Regions from separate parts of the Danio rerio genome. Here region 1 is linked to region 2. A link is a contact called in public Hi-C data. All regions are on one chromosome and are shown on one strand. Each heading gives the region's core, a stretch centred on a gene start, on an enhancer-like site or on the middle of the called end of the contact. The rest is flanking DNA. Distances are from core to core; before and after follow the strand shown.

Evidence for each region. Hi-C and Micro-C count contacts between places; a contact is called where the count stands out from the background.
Region 1: a contact with region 2 is called in a Hi-C map of fibroblasts, with 4 times the contacts expected there. The contact joins the promoter of isl2a here to the enhancer-like site in region 2. A contact is called at or near these places in 6 of 18 Hi-C or Micro-C datasets (caudal fin, embryo, fibroblasts and 2 more) and 2 of 4 datasets of contacts at active chromatin or transcription factors (caudal fin and embryo).

What each region holds. Positions count from the first base shown.
Region 1 is chr25:35,187,851-35,191,662 of GRCz12tu, forward strand. isl2a (ISL LIM homeobox 2a) reads right to left here and starts at 1,566. Exons shown (of 6, transcript NM_130970.1): 1 at 1,448-1,566; 2 at 947-1,136. The coding sequence starts at 1,505.
Region 2 is chr25:34,977,282-34,981,085 of GRCz12tu, forward strand. All of the region lies in intron 4 of scaper (S-phase cyclin A-associated protein in the ER), which reads left to right. Among named protein-coding and RNA genes, the nearest start is that of scaper, 16 kb to the left of the region's middle. Within about 2 kb of position 1,525, at least 12 of the 62 cell types and tissues checked have an H3K27ac peak or open chromatin away from gene starts, as enhancers often do.

The sequences.
Region 1 (3,812 bases), core at 316-2,815, 210 kb after region 2:
GGCGTACTCTATTTTATAAAGGCATGTGCATTTAATGCATTTTAAACACTGAACACACACATTTATCCCTTGAAAATCTAAATTAAAAAGTAAAGATAATAAAGTTATATGCAATAATATATATCATAAAGGCTGTTATAGGCTACATTCTAACACTGTTTTAATGCATTTATTACTATTATTTGGTTTACAAATATATTAATAGATACGTTTTAGTGTATTAAAATTATGTTTAATATATTTAAGACAGAACATATAGCCGTAACTTATAAAATACAGTGTGTTTTTAAAAAAACAAACAAACGATAGGCTATCATCATCCATGGAAACTTTAAATTCCACACCGACTCTTTATAGTGCAAATGGGCTGTTTAGATTATCTCAAGAGTCATTCACTGAAATGTATTTTAGAAAACCCAGAAAAAATCTTCTTCTGTGGCATCGCAACACAATACTTTCTGAAACATTTATTTTTTTAAGCGTGCGCTTCAATGCACTATCTAGAATATCCTTTACGCACATATAAGCTTTGCAGAAACTGTTGCCAATGGAATTACATTTCTTTACAAAGCAAACTTTAAAATAAAACTGAACAAACAGCAGTAACAAGCATGGCAAACCCAAACCAAACACGACTGCAATACATTAGCCAAACACTCGAGCCATGAAATATGGACGTTCAGTTTAAATTGTGCTGAAAACTAAATAATTCCACTTAATACAGTTATTTTAAATTTTCTATTGTAACATTTAGCTTAATCAACTTTATTAACATAAATAAAATAGGGCTTGATTGTTCTAAACGCTGCTTTTATCTCCAGTTTACGTAAAACACAACAAAACATTATTCTCCATATCTCTAAATCTGTCTGGGTCAAGATTGTGTGAAAAACTGGGCCTCGACGAAATTCCCAAGCTGTGAAATCACAAATATAGTTGCTCGTACCGTACGTAATCTCTCTTGCAATAAGTCTTGCCGTCTCGGACGAAGCAAGTGCACGTCTCATCCAGGTACTGACTGCATTCTGCGCACTTCAGACAGGCTGCGTGCCACTCCAGGTCCGGGGACACCCGCAGTATGTACTGATCATGGATCTGACTTCCACAGCCGACACACATGGCGATTCCAGACTTCTCTGGATATGGAAAGCAGGGATTAGAGTCCACCGACTGCACCCATATGCATTTAATCCCCCAAAACACCACCGACGTGTAAATACAGCAATAGTTCGTGTTTTATGCATCCTATATTTAACATGCAAGTGGAGCTTCTTTTGTGTTCTACTTAATTACTATTAACTGCAGCCAAATTGTTTTGTTGTTTTTGAATATGTCGCGCAACAAAATACTGAATGTTATTAATGCAACTGTTTTGCTAGCAGCTCTAATTTTGCATATAACCCTATGCAAGGACGAAAACTTCTGTATAACACGAATGTTCACTTACTTTTTGAATGATCCCCCATATCACCCAAGAAAGAAGGATGCGGTAGAATATCCACCATACAGGAGGGTTAAGGCAGAAGGCTACAGATGAGGAAATGGAATGGGAAACTGCCTCGTCCCGAGCTGACTAATAACTTCTGGCCGAAGAGCCTGTGGGAAGAGTAACACACAGACACTGGCTCTGACGTCACCGGGGCCTGACGTCACATGCAAACCTGGACCCCGAATATCAGCAGAGCCCGGCGCGGAGATCCGACCGCGGGAGCGCTTTGAATATTAGAGACCGAAGAGCTGAAGATCAAGCTCGTGCATTTGTTTCTCATGCAGGCGTAACTGTGAGACGGCACGAGGTGTGACAGGTAATAAACAAGCACAAAAAGTAAATTAGAACATATGAGAATTGCCTAAACCGATTTATAAAAAGCAGCCAACTTGAGCCAAGTGTGTGAGAGGCTGGAACAACCTATTTGGACGCTATGTTTTTACTGTTTTACGAGAACAAGACCTTTTTTTTTATTTAAATAAGTTTAAAATGTCTACATTTTAATGTTAATGTATTATATATAAACATTATATATGTTGATAGTTTATCTATATATATATATATATATATATATATATATATATATATATATATATATATATATATATATATATATATATATATATATATATATATATATATATACCAATCCCATATAATTTAAAATGCTGAATAAGAAGGAAATTTCATGCGTACAGACGTTCCTGTAGGGTAAATCCATATGAAGTCTGTGTGTTCTAGTGAGCCCCCTACTGGACATCAAAACATTATCACACATATGATGTGTACAGTATGTTATCTGTCAGTAGTTTTCAGTTCGTTACAAAGGCTTCTCAGATATGGCCTTATCAGATATCTCCATCCTAAAATTAAAAAAAAGGCCTTATACCTTACAAGCATACTTTATTGTGTAAAGACAACTTAGGCATATACTTTAAAAAAGGCCTAGAGTATAAAATATTATTTGGAAAACATTGTTTATTTTAAATTACAGTATCATATTTTTATTTTATTGGTAAGTAGTTAATTAATTATGATTATTTTTTTCTTTGTTTCTATCTGTAAGGTGAATTTTATTTTTTATTGAAATTATTTATTTTTCAATACTTTCCATTTACTTGAATCTCATTTAATCATATATATATTTTTTTTGTAAAAAAATATTTTGTTAGCATGCATGTTTATGTTAATAAAATATCTGACTGTTTTAATCTTATTTTAATTTGTTAATTATTTTCGTAATAATTTATTACAATTAATAAACTTATTCATAATAAAAAAATCATACTTTATATAATTGTTTATCGATTTATTTTTTTACAGTTTTTTCCTATAAATTTCTAAGGGTCCTTATAGCAAACCTCCTAGTTCACATTTCTAAATACAATTTAAAAATGTTTTGCAAGAATGCGAATTCAAGAAATCGTTGCACAGAATGAAACGCGTAAATTCTTTTAGCTTCCATGAAGAACCAAAGTTAAGGAACTTTTCAATTCAACAAAAGGGGTTTTAAATCATCTTTACAAACAAACAAACTGTTATTCTATTAACAAACTTTTTTTGCAACCAAAAAAGTTGTTATTAGGCCGGATTTTAAATCGTATTATACGTGTTTGTTTTTGTTGTAGTTGTTGTTTCTGTCTCTCTGCACGTTTTGCATTGTAACTTTGCGTTTTGCAAATCATAACTGGTCTACATGAATCTTTAATCCCTTCTGCTTCCAATGAATGAAAATGTCAGAAGTGACTCACAACACAAATTTGCCTACAACTGTTAAGTTCTGCTTGAACGAAGCGCTTCTTGCACACCACAAAAGGTGAATGTGCTTCGTGCTTAAAATAAATTAAACTTAACTTGGTTTAATCTGCCCATTTTGTCATGTTTGTAATGACATATATATTAATTACTTTTTCTTCGGCGTTTGTCCCTGATTTATCAGGGGTCGACACAGCGGAATGAACCGCCAGTAATTAAATCTAGCCTAGATAGCCTGCAGGCGAGTCAACCATAAATAATATCTTCTTTATTTGACTAAAAATGATTCGGACAATCATGCTAACAGTGTGTTGTGAATCCTCTCTCAGGATGACCGCCTGTCGAACCTCACCTTTGACTTTGACCCTTAACCCTGCAAAGAAATGAATTTAATTTAGGCTGAAACGGTGTTGTCTCTGTGAAGGAGGTCAGAAACATAGATTTGGGAGGCTGCCAGGCATATGTAGCATAATAACGATTTGATTTAATAATTTTCTCGTTTAATTAAACTGAAAACAAATGAATAGAGAGGAAAATACGCCATAAAGGCTGTTTTAAACACGTTAAG
Region 2 (3,804 bases), core at 275-2,774:
CACACCAGTCATAAACAATTAATTATTTCCTAGCCACAAATTTTAAATGTGTCAAAACAAGCAAAATATAGCTGAATACTATACTTTTTTTATTTAACGAAACATATGCACAGTAATCTGTCCTGGCTAAGGGTCCCAGATCGCCAGTTAACTACACATAAATGGGGAGTAATCTCCCATTAAAGCAATGTTATTGTTAAAAAATATAATTAAACCCTATTAACGCAAAAGAAAGCAGGTAAAAATATACCGTGTGATAATGAAAGGATGATCACACACACACAGTTAACGTTAGACCCATAAATAATCTTCAAACCGGTGCTGCTTACAAAAAGACAACTCTGGAAATCTTGAAAGCAGCGAGACTGTGGGTGCATGTTCATCCCTTCTTGTCCAGTCTATTTGAAAGAGAATTTGTCACATCAGTTGTGTTTCTAGACACAGTTGCTTCACGCAAGGAAACGCGCACGCGTTTTAAACAGTCGCTTGCATCACCTCAGCTGTTAGCGCGAGTGATTAGCCTCTCATTCAGTATTCACCTGCCATCTATTGTTCGCACGATCGCAATTATTTTTGTCAGTCATGTTGCTTCTCAATTCTAAGATCGCCTTTGCATGCATATTGGACCATCCTTATTGTCGAACCCTGCTTTTCAGAATTACTATCCGGGAAAATTATTTTCAACCAGCCAAAGTGGCTTGTGGGAGTGTCTGTCATACCCGCCACCGCTGAAATCTACCCGCATTTGGCGTGTTGGCTGGTGTTAATGTAAAGCCCTGCTTACAGCTGTGTTACACACTGCATAGAAGCTCATTTTCAAAAAAAACATAATAGGGGCTCTTTAAGGACATGCACAGACAAATTGTTCACTAGCAATGTGAGCTAACAAAATCAGTATGGTTAGTTTTGATTTCATGTGTACTTACATTTCAAACATAATTTTTAGTTGTGAGATTTCGGAGCTGTCCACTAGAGGGAATGAAGCGCTGTGATCAATCTCTCTCCTCCTCTTCCTCCTCCTCGCATTCCTGTTGTTTTCTGGTTTGTGTCAGAGAGGGTTTGGTGAGAGAATTATCACTGCAGCTCTCCAGGGCCTTTCTGGAGGGAGTGGAGATGGATGACATGTGTAAACAAAGAGCCCCCCCGGACCCCTCTCCTTCTCTGTATGTGTGTGTGCAGGGGGTGTTCGGGGTACAAGGTCTAGGTGACGTCCTAAAACACTTTTTTTTTTTTTCCACCCCAGGTTTTTTGTTTAGTTTGAGTAAAAGCAAAAAGCTGATTGCTAAACGCGCTCTACAGTCAGCCCCTATGACCAATGACCTCTCAGCACGCAACGGTCGCAATAACGATCCATCACTTCAAGTTGATCAACAGTGTTTTTGTGTCCGGCTTGGTCTCGAGACCTGTGTCGGCAAACAGTGGTTTGATCTTTGTTAGCTTTGGTTGGCAGAGCTTGTGTCGGGGCACTCTCTGTGTTTACCCTGGCAGGTATGGCGGGCTGGGGCTGTATTTGGGCCCATCGTCCACACTCCACACTGCTGGCTCTGATTTATCGATTGGCGTGTAATCTAGAATTATGCCGAGCAGGGTTTGGGCCAGATGCTCGAAGCTAACCGGCCCCCTTTGTGGTTACCTTGTTGACAGCTGGCCTGCGCGAATGTGCGTAAACTATCTGCCCGGCCTTGTTGCCATGTCCAGAGGGTCTGTTCACACTCCCTGGCCCTTTGGTTTGAGTGTGTTTGTGTTTGTTCATGCTCCGCTACAGCTCTTTAGCTCACTGCTGTGTATCTGATGGGAACATTTTAGGCCTAAAGTAAGAAAGGGTTCCTTGGAGATGTTGAGGTCTGAGTCTTCTCATGTATATCTAGTAGAAAGGAAAATTAGAAAATAGCCTACAATTTCTGACTTTTTGCAAATTTACTGCTTAGTTCAATTCAAGTTTATTTGTATAGCACTTTTTACAATAATCGCTTTAAACTTGCTCATCATTGCATTACAATCAAACTCTGAAAGGTAAGGTTATTAATTACCAAAACTTTATTAGTTCCTAATAACTTTAATTAACCAGTTAAACTCTGTGGACCCGGTACAGTGTTCGTGATGTCATCGGCTTTCGCTTTAAGATTTAAAGGGCTAGCATTGCACCAGAACCCCTTAAGTGGTTTCGTTTGAAAGTGTAGAATCTATATTTTTGCACATATGCATCACTTTGGTTTTTATTCTACTGTACAAAAGTTATTTACACTTAAATACACAGTATTTTGGAGACCCGAGCTAGGTATTTTACATTGGTTTATTTTCATATTTTTTTATATGACACATGTACAAGTTATAGCTCAAATGAAAGCTCTTGCCGGTGCTCATATGGTTCTAGCATTCTTTTTACTGAATTATATTCACATATCAAACAGTTGCCGAATGAATCGTGGTGTTTCCATGGCGCAGAAGTGAAAACAATACATTTATGATCAATAAGCAGCCCCAGATAGCACAGACAGCTGTCATGTCTTACCTTATGCTGTGCGCTTCAGGGCCATTTCTCCTCTGTTTTTGAGGTGATGTGCATAAGTAATCCTTTTATATGTCTGACGTGGTCCAAACACAGTGAATTATGTTTGATCAAACAAAAGAATAGTGAAATATGAAAACAATGATTGGTCCCTGTGGCTTGTACCGCACCTCTCATCAGTTGGAATACAATAACTTTTGCATAGATTATGGTAGAGACATTTTTCTTTTTTTCCTATGATTACAGACATGTGCAGGAACCACCAAAATTAATTACAGCACCCTACACCACACAGAACCTAAAAGGTACACTTTCAAATTTGAGTTTATCAAAAAAGGCACCCTTTTTTTTAGGTGTTCATTATGACACAGACAACATATACAGATATTTTAAACACATTCAATAGTGTTTTATAAAAATTCAAAGGGTTTTCTTTAAAATGATACCAAATTTTTGCATTTACACCTCTGCATGTGGATTTGGGAAGCCCAAAATAACAGATTAACTGGTTAACTAGTAGCAGCTTTAACAGTTAAAGTTGTTGTATGTAAACAAGGTTAACCTGCAGTTGTATAGCATATAAGTGATGTCTTTGTATACATTTGTAAAGAAGTTCATGTGTTGTCCTCAAAGTCCACTGGTTGGCAGGTCTTGGATCTTGAATCTCTAGAGGCCTCGGGATGTGTCAGTCCAGTTTTTAGAGTTCAGTTCAGTTTAGTTCAGTTCAGTGTGGTTTAAAATTTACTGCCGAGAGTCCAAACACTGCAGAGCAAATCCATCAATGGGCAGCTCCACAAGTCCCAAACCAAGCAAGCCAGTGGCGACAGTGGCTAGGAACAAACTTCACCAATTGATGAAAGTGAAGGGTAAAAAACCTTGAGATAAACCAGGCTCAGTTGGGCACGACCATTTCTCATCTGCACAAACTTCCTGTGCGGAGCTGCAGTCTAGGAACTGGAGGCTGGAGAACACTGGACGTCCATCATGGAGAACTGCAGGTATGGGAAGGTCACTGGCGGATGATCATGCTGGCCCACGGGACCAATGCAAAGACTCATCTGTCACTGTGGTCTTTCAGAAATCAGTCTCATGCTCTTCACTTCTTCATGACTGCCGCAGCATCAACTCAGCATATGGCCTGGTCCAGAAATATGGATGTCTTGGCATAGTTTTTTAACAGGTCTTGGATCCCATTAATAGCGCTGCCCAACCTCTAGAGGCCCCGGGATGTGTAAGTTCAGTTTTCAGAGTTAAAGTTCAGTTCAGTGTGGTTTAATTTTCACTACTGGAAGTCC